Linked DNA regions of Mus musculus: region 2 is linked to region 1. The links are chromatin contacts, called in public Micro-C maps. All regions are on one chromosome and are shown on one strand. The core of a region is the stretch at or near the end of the contact, and the rest is flanking DNA. Distances in the headings are between cores, read along the strand shown. Region 1 overlaps Slc4a4 (solute carrier family 4 (anion exchanger), member 4). Region 2 overlaps Slc4a4 (solute carrier family 4 (anion exchanger), member 4).

Evidence for each region. A called contact is a pair of places that touch in the nucleus more often than the background predicts.
Region 2: a contact with region 1 is called in a Micro-C map of the HL-1 cell line, with 2.0 times the contacts expected there. The contact joins two enhancer-like sites. A contact is called at or near these places in 1 of 15 datasets of contacts at CTCF or cohesin (pro-B cells), 3 of 484 Hi-C or Micro-C datasets (CD4 T cells, the HL-1 cell line and nephron progenitors) and 2 of 115 datasets of contacts at active chromatin or transcription factors (bone marrow-derived dendritic cells and neural progenitor cells).

The regions. Positions count from the first base shown.
Region 1 is chr5:88,977,974-88,985,602 of GRCm38.p6, forward strand. The region is part of intron 3 of Slc4a4 (solute carrier family 4 (anion exchanger), member 4); the gene reads left to right. Among named protein-coding and RNA genes, the nearest start is that of Slc4a4, 95 kb to the left of the region's middle. Within about 2 kb of position 3,923, at least 64 of the 459 cell types and tissues checked have an H3K27ac peak or open chromatin away from gene starts, as enhancers often do. A contact at or near this core is called in the HL-1 cell line, where this site is marked.
Region 2 is chr5:89,207,773-89,215,401 of GRCm38.p6, forward strand. Slc4a4 (solute carrier family 4 (anion exchanger), member 4) reads left to right here. Exons shown (of 27, transcript NM_001359211.1): 20 at 6,702-6,880. Among named protein-coding and RNA genes, the nearest start is that of Gm35855, 14 kb to the right of the region's middle. Within about 2 kb of position 3,474, at least 6 of the 459 cell types and tissues checked have an H3K27ac peak or open chromatin away from gene starts, as enhancers often do. A contact at or near this core is called in the HL-1 cell line, where this site is marked.

The sequences.
Region 1 (7,629 bases), core at 2,673-5,172:
TTCTATTTGTAGAGGCTTTCTGTTAAACTCTCCCAGGATATCTTTCGTTTATTTTCTAGTGGGATTAAAACAAAAACTATTAAGTTTGGAGAATTCTGTATATATTCTCTCTATAAATTCTTTGTCAGATATATAAGTTGCAAACATTTTACTCTTGGATATAGGTTATTCTTCACAGCTTTATTTAAGCACAATTAGCAAAGTTGTATAAATTAAAAAAATATAGTAGGATGTTTGTATATGCATATGTATTTCAAAAGGATTATCATAACAATGCCAGATAGGCTATTACCTTACCTAATTACTACTTTTGTTGTGTGTGGAATATTTAAGAACTACTTTATTTTTTTTTATTTATTGATTTATTTTTTTATTTTTTTAAAAATATTTTTATTATGTATTTTTCTCATTTACATTTCCAATGCTATCCCAAAAGTCCCCCATACCCTCCCCCCCACTCCCCTACCCACCTACTCCCACTTTTTGGCCCTGGCATTCCCCTGAATTGGGGCATATAAAGTTTGCAAGTCCAATGGGCCTCTCTTTCCAGTGATGGCCAACTAGGCCATCTTTTGATACATATGCAGCTAGAGTCAAGAGCTCAGGGGTACTGCTTAGTTCATAATGTTGTTCCACCTATAGGGTTGCAGATCCCTTTAGCTCCTTGGGTACTTTCTCTAGCTCCTCCATTGGGGGCCCTGTGATCCATGCAATAGCTGACTGTGAGCATCCACTTCTGTGTTTGCTAGGCTCCGGCATAGTCTCACAAGAGAGAGCTCTATCTGGGTCCTTTCAGCAAAATCTTGCTAGTGTGTGCAATGGTGTCAGCGTTTGGAAGCTGATTATGGGATGGATCTCCTGATATGGCAATCACTAGATGGTCCATCCTTTCGTCACAGCTCCAAACTTTGTCTCTGTAACTCCTTCCATGGGTGTTTTGTTCCCAATTCTAAGAAGGGGCAAAGTGTCCACACTTTGGTCTTCGTTCTTCTTGAGTTTCATGCGTTTAGCAAATTGTATCTTATATCTTAGGTATCCTAAGTTAAAAACTACTTTAAACCTGAACATTTGGACTCTCTGACAAGCATCTCCCTATGACCCCTACTTGCAAACTCCTGTGGCCGACATTCTATTCTTTGCTCTGTTGACTCTTAGATTTCCCATATGAGAGATTTTATTAGACTTGTCTTCTCTGGCTTGTTTTACTTAGCACAAGTTTCTTTCATGATATCTCAGTGGTAAGATTTTTCTCTGTTTTATGATTGAATAGTTTCTAGTTTACGTGTGTGTGTGTGTGTCTGTACATAAATGTATTTGTGTGAACACACCACAATTTATCCACTCATTGGTGCTGGACACGTTGGTTCTTCCCATGAGATAGTAGTTTTTATTGCCTTTGGATATACAGAAGTGGGATTTTAAATACCGTAGTGTCCAGTTTTCAACATCTGGAGGAATCTGTTACTTTCTATAATGGTTGCACCAATTTACATCTCATAAGAATGCTTGTGTTCTTTTCTAGACACATTTGTACATGTTCTTTCTATCTTTCTGCCATTCAAATGTCTTAAGGGTGTGTAGTAGGATCTTGCTGTGTTTGGCATTTCTTGGCTTACTTGTGCTATTGGGCACTTTTCATATACTTTGGGTTATGTCTTCCTGTACGTGAGCCAGTTTGGATCTGTTTATCTTCCCCCATTGCAACTGAGTTGCATGAGTTTCTCATATATTTTTTTGGATCTTACCCCATATCACATAGATGGCTTATAAGAATTTCCCTCTGTTCCAGAGGTTGCTTTTTGATTTTGTTGATTATTTTCTTTCCCATGCAGAAGCCTTTCAGCTTGACCCAGCCTTACTTGTTCACTGTTGCTTTTATTGCTTGATTTCTGGTGACTATCCAAGAACCACTGCCAGATCCAGTGTGACAGTGGGCCTTTCCTTACATTGTTTTCTAGGAGTGTCATAGCTTCTGCTCTCGAACTCAGTTGATTTCAAGTGACTCTTGTGAGGGTAGAAGTCAGGGTGGCAAATTCTTTTCTAGCCTGCAGCTCATCTTCACATTCTCTTAACAGATTCTCTGAAAAAGGAAGTTGTAAGCTTTGATGAAGTCCACTTTATCATTTCCACCTCCTTTTGTGGGTCACAGTTTTGCTTCTTGCCTATAACCTCTTAACTGGCATCTCTGGTCTTGAGGGTTCTCTCTTTTCTTATCATATCAGAGTTTTGGGAGTTGCCTGTGTGGCTCAGTGGGTCGAGTGCTTGCTTAGCATTCAGAAAGCCCTGGTCTGGGCTCTGTCTCCAGCCTTGCTTGCCCACTTTTGCTTTTGCTACCCGTAGCAGTAATCTATTACCGATGCTAACGAAATAGGAACTACTGATTTGTCTTGAACAATGTGTGACTTGGATGGTGGAGATGAGGAGACATTTGACTGATTTTCTTACTCTCGCCCCCTTTTGTGGTTGTTTCGATTTTCCAAATAAGATAGCTGTATAATACAAATGATTACTTTCTTATTTGTAAGACATGAATTTTTGCTTAGCAATTGGAGTTCTGAAAAAGAGTATTTGCTGCTTCTTCTTTCTTTCTTTTTTTAAAAACAAATATGTTTTAAAAACTTTAAATGTTTAGCTTATAGTCTACACAGAAAAGAAATAGAAGAATTTTCTGAATTCTTAGGAAGGGAAATGTAGTCATTGCTTTGATAAAATTACAAGGAGACTCCACGGGAAGCTCCCATTTAGCCAGTTCAGTATAGTATATGACAGTGGATGGGGTCGGAGTTCATGAGAAGAGCAGTCCTGACATTGATTGACACAGGTCAGAAACTATCAGAATCAGAATGAGGAAGAGGTCACCTGTGTCTTGTGCCTATACTTTTGAAACATACAAAGAAAGAGGAACAACTATATTTAAAGTTGATGTCTGACAATATTGAGTAGATTTATCTTATCCTTATATAATTTTATCGTGCACAAAATTTTATCGTGAAGTTAGCTGAGAATTCTATGCTACTCCGTGACTTTTATGATATCCCCAAACTGTTTATCTGTCCTAGTGTGCCATTAAACAGTTGCCAAGGCTCTGAACATTTGTGAATTTCAGTATTTCTTCCTCTTCCAGTCCTGCTTAGTGGTCTTAGATCTTTGAGTGAAAACTCTCTTTTTGTCTGTGTAAATACACTCTTTCATGGTGATAGTTCTTGGGCTACAGGGACAACGTGGGTCTGGAGTGTTTGCAGGGGTTAGAATGTGCACAGGGCTGACACAGTTGACTTACAAGGGATCTTCTCTTTCTTTCTCGTGGCAGAATGAGAGCTGCCTCAGTGGTGTCTTGACCTTTTCAGGTGAGAAGGCAGCAGAATGTTGGCAGAAGACAAGGGCAGGCCACCCTTCTCTCAGACATGTAAGCCCAGAGCCTCATTACCTCTGTTCCCAGGAAAGGAACTGTGAGCCTGTCCCAGGAGTGGCTTTGACTTAGTGTTATTGCTATATGACCCCCATGTTCTTTCCTTAAGTTGCATCACCTTGGAGATCACCAATATACACATTAAGGATTTATTGCCCTGTACAGAAATGGGAAATCAACTCAGATTGAGTCTGAAACTGATTACTTTCCTTCTACAAAATTTCCACTGGTTTTGTGTGCGGTCCAGTCCCTAGGAACCTCCCTGTAGAATTCAGTGTAAGCTGATCTCACGCTGGTCTACGGTGTCATCCGTTCTTACCCAAGTGCTTGGTGAGCTTTTTATAGTCCCCTCACTGCAGAGCCTCCCCCTTCTGCTTCCTCATTATGCTAAACGAGGAGACTGAAAGATCATTTTAGAATTTTCTCAGCGGTCTGCTTTCAGGAACTTAGCTGTTTCCCTTTTATTTATCTTGACTTCTGAAGTCTGTAAACTTCTGCTGGAACTGGCCCACAGTGATAAGAGTAACCAGAGAAGTTCTTGCAGTAGTGTGATGTCATAGGTAAAAAATAAGCCTATATCAGCTTTATTTCCCAGAATGGAAGTAGAGGGCTGCTATTTGTAATTTAGACCGGGGTCATCGTAACTCCTGTGCTCTCCACCCGTTCTTTCTTCTCTCTTAGTGGTGAGAAGGCTTGCTTTCTATCCTAGTTTTCCTTTCCTTCTTCCTTTCTTTGGGGGGAGGGGGAGGATTGTGGGGGGTAGAATTTAAATGCTAATGAAGTTCAAGAGCCAGCTGATCTCTGCTCTACTAAAGGAGAAATCTTTGCTATGGCTATCTGGACTGATCATAATTTATACTCCTAGGGCCAGAGAACTCATTGCTTCACATGGTGGCCCATTCCATTTGTAGAGGGTTTTAATTGCTAAAAAAAAAGCCTTCCCATATATTGACTCAAAGTTAGCCTTCTTGTGATTTTTTGACCCTTTGGTCTTAGTTGTGTGCTTACTGATTCAATTAATCCCTTTCCTACATAAAAGCCCTTGAAAATAAGAAAGAATTATAACATTTCTTCTCAGCCTTGGGTGACTTGATGGTTTTATGAGCTTCTATTTATTTCTCTTCTCCTGGGTCACTGCTAACGCTGTCAGAACAAACATTACTATTCCAAGCTGATGTTGAAGTCAGTCATTTCTCTTCTGACCATTCTAGCACAATGTAACTAACACCCATGCGTTTGGTTGTGGGTTCCTTTGCTCTTGAGATTCTTCTTGAATGCATGGTATCTGGATTCCTACACTTTCAGTGTCACTTCTTATCTCTAATTTATGCTTTTGTCCTAGTTAGGGTTTCTAATGCTCCGAGGAAACACCATGACCAAAATGCAAGTTGGGGAGGAAAGGGTTTATTCTGCTTGCACTTCCACATTGCTGTTCATCAACAAAGGATGTTATGCTAGGAACTCAAACAGGGCAGGAATGTGGAGGCAGGAGCTGATGCAGAGGCCATGGAGGGATGCTGCTTCCTGGATTGCTTTACATGGTGTACTTAGCCTTCTTTCTTTACAGAGCCCAAGCCCACCAGCCCAGAGATGGCACCACCCACAATAGGCTGGGCCCTCCCCCATCCATGACTAATGGAGAAAATGCCTTACAACTGGATCTTATGGAGGTCTTTTCTTAACCAAGGCTCCTTCCACTGTTGACTCCAGCTTCTGTTAAGGTGACACCCCAAACCAGCCAGTACAGCTGTCCTGTTCTCACCTCTAGTTTTCTGATGTCCCCTGCTTTGGTCACTTTGAATGTCCTCCTACAAACCTGCATCTTTCATTGACAGCCATCAGATTGATGTTCTCAAGGGAGATTGACCAGATCAGTGTGTAGCCATGAGCAGTAGGCCTTGGAATGCACTTTCCAGATGGTGTCCTGCAATGGGGGACCAGCAGACACACAATCCAACTATCCCCACTTCTCTACAGTACCTGGGTGTGGCCCCACTGACTCAGTTGTTAAATATCTCAATGTGGCAAGAAGATGCCATTCCTTTGTGTCAAAAGCTGTACTCCCTGTCAAGGATTTAATGCAGGATGCTGCTGAGTCAGTCAGGGGGATAAGGCTAGCTGTTTTGCTTAATAAGTTCATGTGAATGATGCGATCGTTTAATCAAAAGAGGAAATATACATAATTTCTTGACATAATAGGTTCTTTACAAACCCACCCCAGCTGTGCTTCTTATAGGTTGAAAAACTGCTGTGAGTGTAGCTGAGTGTTGTAGGCAGTGTCTGGGTGGGGATGGCGGCCACAAGCTCAAGTGTCTGGAGCCTCATACTGAGAAGGGCAGTTGTATTTAAGGCAAGTTCAGTGGAGGACGAGGCTCGGGAGCATCATGACCTGGAAGAATGCTGAGTTTCAGGCCCTACATGTCACATGGCACAGGCAGGCAGGCCAGCAAAGAGAGGAGCAAACCTGTGGAGCACTGGGAAAGCCACCTGCAACGTAATGACCAGCTATAAAACAATTAGTGTGTTAGCCTGCGAGACGTTACTGGGAAGGCGTATTTAAAGGAAAAGTTAAATATTGATTGCATTGAACTTTGTCTACTATATATTAAAATTGACTTGGATTACAATTTGGTGGGAGGAATCTTTTCCTTCCTATTTTCTGGCCTCCCCCCCCACCGCCCTCCATAGTGACAAAGTGCTAACCACACGGATTGTGACTTTCCTCAACACAACTTTGCAGCAGCAACTCTTAAATATAGGTGGACACTGGATTCACGTGATGGTCTTGTTTAAATTCAGACTTCTGTTTGTGATTTTTGCTTCTGTACGTTAGGGTGGAGTTCAAGGAGACTGTGTAAAAATGCCCAGTGTGCCTTGTATGGGGTCTTCTTGTTCAGAGATCAAGCCCTGAGCACCATTGGGCTAAAAAGGATAATGATTTTCTGCCTAGCTAATGGGTGCTGTGAGTCTATTGTTAAAGGATCATTTGCCTTGATGATTCGTTTTTCCTGGGACAGGTACCGCTTCCCTGTCCTCCTCCTGTTCTTCGAAGAGTTTTTATTTTTAATTATGTTTATGTGTGTTGTGTGTGTGTATATACTCACCCCCCCCCCCCCCCCCACACACACACAGAGTTCAGGTGTCTCTGGAGGCTGGAAGAGGAAACTGGATCATTTGTGGTTAGAGTTGCAGGTGGTTCTGAGCTGCCTGCCTTGAGGACTGGTGATGGAGCTTGGATGTGCTCTTAACTGCTGAGCCGTCTCTCCAGCCCCAAAGTGTCTCTTCTTGAGTTTCATTGGACTATGGAAACAATCAATGAAACTGGAATCATCGTAAGGAATTTCTGTAGCTTTGTGCAAAATTAGTTCAAATATTATGTGTTATCTTTGGTTACAGAATTGAGAAAACAGTTATCAGTAAGATAGAGAAACATGCCTTCTTCCATTTGCGCATAGCTGTCCCATGGAACAGCATCTTTTACTGACATTGCCTCAGTTCATCTTTATCACAATTTTGTGTGGTTAGTGTTGCTATTCTCTTCTCTTTTCAATCTTACAAAGGTCATAAAATGTAAATATCTTAACCTGTATAGTACTTAACCTGATAGTACTAAAAATTTAGGCAGGGATTTTTTTCCCCATTAATTAATTTATTTATTCACGTTACATCCCAATATCAGTTTCCCCTCACACATCTCCCCCTAACTTCCCCCTCTCCTTCTCCTCTGAGGCCCTCCCACCCTGGAACATCAAGTCACTGCACGACTAGACATATCATCTTCCACTGAGGCAAGACAAGGCAGCCCAGTTAGGAGAATAGAATCCACAGGCAGGTAACAGATTCAGGGATAGTCTTCCTCGAATGAATTAGGCAGGATTTATTACGTAACAGGAACTCTTTTTAATTCTAAAATTTATTCTCCCTTTGAGTCTTTATAAGAATAATGTGAGGTGAACATCATTTTTATTATGATTATGAGACTTATTATTTCTTTATGTTGGCCTTTGATGAAGTTAGGCAACCCATACTTCTCGAGGTCACACCTCTTGTCACTGGCAGAGCCAAGATTTGAACTAGGCTGGTCAGACAGACACCAGAGTTCATGCTCTCCGTCATGCTAGTGTGAAGGCAGATCGCCTGGACTGATTACAAACCTCTAATTAGATGTTTCTGTCCTAAAGTTGGTGTTTCTAGGCAAGTTACCAGTACACATTACAACA
Region 2 (7,629 bases), core at 2,224-4,723, 230 kb after region 1:
TATCTTTAAAATCAATATTAGAAGCATTACTATCATATTACGAAGTTTGGATGTCAATTAATACCTATGAATACCTATTAAAACAAGCTTTAATGCTTTAATAAAGAGACATTGCTTTAAATCTTATTTTAAATTTTACTATTTAGGATACGAACCATATTAATTATTACCTAAACTAGAAATATCTTTAGAGACCCAGCCTCTTGGGCTGCCTTATGCCATGTGTCGGAAGGACTCTAAACTTGAGTTATCAAATTTAACACTAACCATCTGTAGCAATGTAACAATTATTAATCTTAACCAACAACTTATGAGCTGATTGTGAAAACACTTAGAGCACATTACCAATAAAAAAGAACCAAATGAAGCAGTTACATTTAGACCAATCAGAGAATAATAATTTTTGTAGCTACAATCATAAAATAAAAAACACTTTACCATTGTCAAACACATTAATCATGAACCATTTATTAGCTTTTTTACTCTGAAACTTAGAGGCTGTGCACTCGCCCTTATTTCCTAAAACGAACAGTTTTTCCAGCAGGGGCCCTCTCGCCACGTGTCTGATTCCTGGCTGAAACACGTGGCAGCTCTCGGCTTTGCAGATAAAGTTTTTTATACCATCTTTATTATCCAACACAAAACATAGAACATTCATTCATACAGACTGGACACGAACATACATGAATCGAACACGAGAACAGATTGGTGCACCGGACATTAGACAAGACACAAAAGGTAACAGAGTACTCCTGCTATAAGGCCCAGAGAGATATTTCTCTCTGCTTTTTGGGACATTTTCCTCCCTTATGATGCATTTTTTATTAACTGGGGCAATACGCCTATTCCTTTTAATAAACCCTTTCTTTTCTCACACCTCATGTAGCTTCGGAGAGCTACGGCCTACCGCCTGATCCATGACTTTAAACCCTTTCTTCTTCCACCTAAGCAGCTTCCTAAAAAGCTGCGGCTAACCTGCCTGTTTCCGTTTCTAGTTCCGATTAACACGCTGCTGACCCAAGCAGAACCAGCGTTGGGTTAGCACTGATTCAAGCTTAATTCGTATCCTACCGCATCCTCAGCAACACTTTACAAAACTGAAATTTTAAGCTAGCGCTAGCATGTGTACTTGTCCGTTGCTCCGATGTCCGATACGAAGATCCTTTCCTGTGGAGCTCCAATGCAGCGTTCCTCTTAGCATCTCTCTGCCATTCTTCAGGTCCCAGTTCTGGCGCCAAAATGTTGCGGCCGCCAGCAGCTCGCAACGTGAACGGTTCGACTGAGAAGGCCGCTCGAGCTGTAAGAGAGGAATCTAGACGGGGCAAGAGAAAAGAATGTAGCCAAGACAGTTACTCTGATCAAGGCTCAAATTTTATTGTTGTGACACCAGTTATGAAGGAAGGGGGAGGGGACCCGATTCCCGCCGAATAATCTCTGGTCCAGTAGAAAGGTGCACGTGTGTGGCTCCTCAGGTTCCAGCAGTGGGCGTGGCAGAACGAATGAGCAGGAAGCTCCACCCCGAGCAAGCAGGTTTCAGGCTGGGGGAGGGGAGACTACAGCTTTGGTTATCAGCTCTGCTGGGATAGCATCCACCTTTCCATCTTGCCAAATAACCTCACAATGATGTACTAGTACCAAGACTCTTGGCTTTATGGGGCCATTTTGGTTACTTATATCCTTCATCCTACCTGCTCAAAAGCAAATCAGGCTCATCAAGGTCAAGTACTTCTCCAAGGTCATTTCCTGAGTCATTGTCAAAAGCCTGAGCAGAGCCAGCTTCCATCTGCAAAGCCAGAGATGTTTCTCCCAAAGCAGTGACTTCAAGAGTCAAGTGTAGGGGGCAGACATCATTCAGGATAGACATTTGGGAGAGAGAGATATCAGATAATCCTGGCAGTCATTTCTCTATGACATACCTTGTGATGGAACATTTAAAATATTTTCAGTTAGTTTTTAATTTAAAAAATAACTTCTGAACTCTACCTTGCTCTATATTTTTTCATTTCTGCCCCTATTATCATAATCTTGGATCTAGTGCTCTTATTCAAGCTAGAGTTTTGTAATAGTTTAGTCAGTCAAGCATAATAACCAACTTCCCTTGCTTTACTTCAACTGCATAATTTTTTGTTTTGAAGGCATCGTTCTTCCACATTGGTGCTACATCTAAAGCGCCTTGGCCATCTAAACATTTGCACCCTAACAGTCTGTTTCTCCCACCTTGACATTTAAAGAACCTTGTGAAAGAACCGCAACCTGGATTTAAAACACTTGGTCTCAAAGTGCCAAGAAATGCTCTGCTTAGACGGCCTTTTGGTTTCTTGCTTCTCACAGCTCTGCTGGAGCCGTGGCTGAGAAGATCTACTCACTCCTCAGTCAGTGCTGTTCACCAAAATCATCTCCATCCTTTAAGTGTTTCTAAATATAACCCTGGTGTCACCTGCATTCACCCCTAACGTAGTTTTTATTGCCCTTGCTTTTTGTTGTTTCCTAGTGATTTATCTTATTCTGTGCTACTGGTCACATGATAGCTCCTACAGTGCAGTGTGTAATTACTTCATCCCTAGTTCTCAGCCAAAATGTTTTTAAAGTAAGCCCCATGGTTTATTCTTCTCTCCAGGTTTTATGTGGCCCACCCCAATTCCATGGTAGCCCCGATAAACTTGTAACTGAAATGCTTTATTATGTTTGTCACATGGTTCCTTGGTTTATGACCCTGGGAGAGAGATGATAGCTGAAGAATGTTCTAGTCCATCACTGCTCCCTCATCCATGGCTGCTTACGTGGATTAAAGCCATATTTAGATGAGACACACTCAAAAGCTTCGTTCTCAGTTCTTTTTCAAACTCATGTGAATTTCTGTTTAGAGTCCAGTTTAATCTTCACATGGATCTGAGCCCTCTCATCCCATTGAGACTTTTTGGAGGAATGTGCTCAAGGACTCAGGTCCTAGAGGCTCATAGCATGCATGATGAATGTTTACCCCATGTCTGTGTAATGCTCCCATTTCTTCTTTTCTTGTCATCTTTGTACTGCATAGTTTCATTTTTGTGGACTTAGTCCTAAATTACTTTGTTCTGTATTAGCAAGGGATGTGCTGTTTCAAAGAGACAGTTTCTGGTTTTGTGCTTAAAACACTTTGCAGTTTCATAAGACAGGACATTCTTTGGGCCATGAAGTCAAGAACATTTTTAGATTGCTTCTTAGATACTGAACATTTGTGCTGGATGCTGAAGGGAAAACTGTTTCAGTATTTGGTCTCTTCCCTGAAAAAAGCATGGAGGTTTGAGCTGACAGCCTTCCTTAGTGTCTGGTATCCTGCATGTGTTTTAGGTCACTCATTTGCCTCCCTGACTTCAGCTAGCTGTCTGCATCCACTGTAAAAAAAAATGGGTGCTTGTCTTACTCATTGTTTAATCAAACACAGGAGCTAAGACAGAATAAGTCTTCAATAAATGTTTACTCAACAATAGTTTGCCACACGAAGGCCCCAGAGTGAGAAGGAACTGGTTGTGTCAAGAAGCAGAGAGCAGGCCAAGGGGACAAGTGAGTCAAGTTGAGGTCAAAGGAAGTAGTAAGCTCAGGTCACACAACACAAGGTTTTAACATTTGTGCTGGTTTGAACAATCCTGTTGGCAGTGGCTATCCTATGTACTGGCAGCCACTTGTCAGCATGTCTGGTCTCTGTCTACAGTTGCCAGTTGTACCTCTTCTCTCAAGTTATGGTACCCAAGAATATCTCCAGACACTACTAGAAGTTGGCCAGGGTGAGAAGTAGGAATAAATGTTCATGTATATCCTTACAGATGGCTTTATACTGTTTCGTTTTCACTATTACTGTATTATAAGTACAAACTGGAAGCCACTGAAAGGTTTGGATCAGGAAAGTGTCACATATTGATTAAGATGGTTGAAGATTAGTCTGTGAGGAGAGTCAGTTGTCAGGGCAAGAGTAACGCAGGGACTCCTGTGCTGGCAACAGCATGGAGGGCTGAAGGGTACTGGTCCTTGTGAAGGAAAAGTCGGGGAGAAGATAGACTTGAACATAGTTTAAATGGAAGAGTAGACTGTGAGTTTGAAGAGTTGCATTTGCTTCCCTCCTGCTGACAGCAGTAAGTGGGGATGGAGAACTGAACGGAACGAGGCTGCTGTAGAATCCAAGAGTCTAGAAAAGCCAGAAGCAATGAGGAGAGAAAGGAGAGGATAAGTCTTATGCTATTGTGAATATTTCTGTTTTCTGTCCTCCTCACAGGTTTTAGATAAGGGTGCACTTTATTTTATTTCCATTCAAAAACTTTATTTTATTTCCATTCAAAAAGTCATTTAGATACTTCTGGCTATGGCATGCCTTTCGGAGAGCTTGTTTTCCTGCGTGTCGTAGCTGGTTTGTAGGAATGGCTTCTCTAAGGTAAACTCTATAGAAGTCAACTATAGAGGTTATAGCAGTAGCTTGGGGCAAAGCTTTTATCATCCCTTTCAATATTATGTTCTTAAGGTTTAGTGTATGTAGGACAATTGACCTAGACATAGTAAGTTTTGCTTGTTAACAAGCCTTGCACATTGATATTTGGCAAAATAAATTCACTGGGCTTTTATTATTTCTGGGCTCCGTGTCCATAAATGACCAGGAAAAAGGAAAGCCAATTTCAGTCTTCAATAAGTAAGACTGAGCCAAGGAGAAGAGTGGGTTGTGTGCTAGTATGAGAAATCATACAAAAGACATTAGTGAGGGAAACACATAGAAGAATTTCGTGTAGCTGAGTGTGTCACTGGTGTAAAACTCAAGATGGGAGAAACAGGAAAGAGGAGACTGTGATCGCTGTCCCTTCTACCAGTGGCCAGACCCTGAATGGCCCTGCAGCAGCAGCATAGACATACACACTGGTAGGAGAGTACACTTCTCAGTATGCAATCGGAATCCAACCACCTCTGCCTTCATGACCATAATTTCTTAAACAAACCACAGCATCTGCCTCCTACCTTTTCCTGCTGTCCTTGACCCTAATCAATTTGTCCATAACACAGTAGTCAACAGTGCTGAGAACACAGCAATCAGATCCTTCTGCTCCTGGAGGTCCTCCAGTGGGATCCTATCTTACTCCCAAAGCAAACCCAAGTTGTTCGGGTTCCTCTTGGGACTTCTACCAAGTAAGATGCTATGTACTCTCAAAATGTATCTTGTTCCTTATTGTCTCTCACAATAGGAGGGTAACTCCAAGAGACCAGTATTTTGTTTGTTTGTTTGTTCACAAGTGTCAGCAGCAGCTAGAATCCTGGCTGGTACTAAGTTGAAAGTTAATGATTTGTTGAAAGAAACACATGATTGAGATTCCACATATATCATGATATTTACTACTTTGGACCTTATAGAACAAGCTTATATCAGCCTACCCCATATTTGCTTTCTTCTCCTCACCTTATTTCATTTTTAATTCACATAGTTATGCATTCCTAAAGTGAACTGATTCCATGCATGTATATTAACATGTGTCTCATGAGCAGACGTCTGTTTCCAGCCAAACTTAACTTTATGAGAACATGCCTTTGCTTCCATGTCAGCTCCTATGCCTTATTCATTCTCTAGAATATGGCTCCGTGTGCAAGCCATGGATAAAACCTTGGCGATTCTGTTAGAGAGGAGCAGTGTTCTGACAAACTGTAACAGGATTCAAATGATAACACTCCCTGGGTTGCTCGTGTAAATCACACCCCGACTTTCCAAAGCCAGCCTCTCGATTCTCTTGAATCAGCCCTAGTCTGACTCTTGGTACTGCTCCCTCATGCTGTGAGAATGGACAGCTCTAGTTTTCCCAGCTCCACAGGGGTATGAGCCTTTGATTTCTTCATAAATAGAGCAGAGAAATATAACCACAGAAAAAACACTGGGGGCATGATGAACTGTATTTACTTAGTGAATAAAAAAGCTAGAACTTTTGTTGCACTGTCTGCTCGTCCAGTCAGTAGATGTTATTGTGAGCATAGGGTGGTGTTTGAAATCCATCTGTTTTGATTAAGGCAGTATTCTCACCTTAATGATGGTGAACAATAGGTGGTTAAACAACCATTCTCACAAGCCATGAGAAGTGAGAGATGGTCATTTACATACCATCTCAGGATTGTTTGGGGGAGCTTTACATGCACCTAGTACCTTCATGATGAGTTGCCTTCTGTTAAATATCATCACACGGAGAAGAGGGTGTGCTGCTTCGTAAGTGCTGGTCATTCTGCCTTAACAATCACTGCCATTCTGACTCCTGCCTCCCTTAGTGAGAGCACTTACTATGTAACAACTATACCCCTGTAAGTTGCTACAAGTTCCTTTGTTGTGATTACTTCATCCAATGGTCCCAGTAACTCTCCAAACATGGTCCCTACCTTCATTTGAGGGGTTACAAAATTGGATGCAGAAAGGTTAATTTATAATGAATAGGTACGTAGAGTAGTAGACATAGGTCTGAATTAATTATTCAGAATTATAATAGGGTAGAATCTGCATAGGTGCTGGAGGAGAAGGCTAAGAGCAGGAGAGTATTCTGCAGAAGGCAATGTCCTGTCTCAATGTGCTTCCTTATAAAAGATACTATAAGAGGTAGTTTTATCAAGCAGAACAAGTTTCATTTGTCAGTCATAACTCCTGTGCCTAACTATAACTAGATGGCAAGTATGAGTGCTTTCTGTTCATATTCTGTGGCTTCTTTCTGCAGAAAGGAGCTGGGTATCACCTGGATCTGTTTTGGGTCGCCATCCTCATGGTGGTATGCTCCTTCATGGCTCTTCCCTGGTATGTGGCTGCTACTGTTATCTCCATTGCCCACATTGACAGTCTGAAGATGGAGACGGAGACATCTGCGCCTGGAGAACAACCAAAATTTCTGGGAGTAAGGTGTGTTGTCTCAGGAAAATGACCCTAAAAAAACCTCATAGGTATACATCTTTGTGTCAATCATAAGGAAGTGGACACAATCTGGGAATAAGATAAATGGTGACGGTTAATTTATTCCTAAATTATCTTCTCCAGGAAGGACATTTTAATAAGGAGGAAAACTAATAACTTTTAGTTCATTTCTTAAAGAACGTCTTGATTAGCACAATATTAAATGAAGCAACAGAAAAAGCTAAGCAAGCGATTAATTTTCTTCAGTATAGAGCTGAGTGCTCTACCTTAGTCATGTGTAAAAGCCTTAAGTCTTCCATGATTTTCATGACTGAAGAAGTAGGAATTCTTGTTTTCCAACCCATTCCTGTTCCCATAAGAACTTGGGAACCTTCAAATATTGGAGTATTTGTGAAGGTCAGTGGTGGAGGACCTCTGTCCTCTCTTGAGTGTTTTGTTTCATTTCTTGTTTTTGGCTTTTGTCGTAGCAAGCTTTGCTCACAAGGGCTAGGGTGAATAGCTCACACAACAGAGCCATCATTTCTCAGGCCTCAACAGTGGGTGATTCTTTCTTAGGGGTGCGGGGTGTTGGATGGGGATCACATTTGTTAAAAAGCACTTCTGTTGTTTCAAATTTGAGAATTAGACTGGTGAGATTTATTGAGCTCATGAAACTTCCCTGAGCTGTTTGTTAATTAGAATGTGGGACAATGTAATATCTGTCTCCTATGAAAGAAGGTATAATTACACAACAGGAC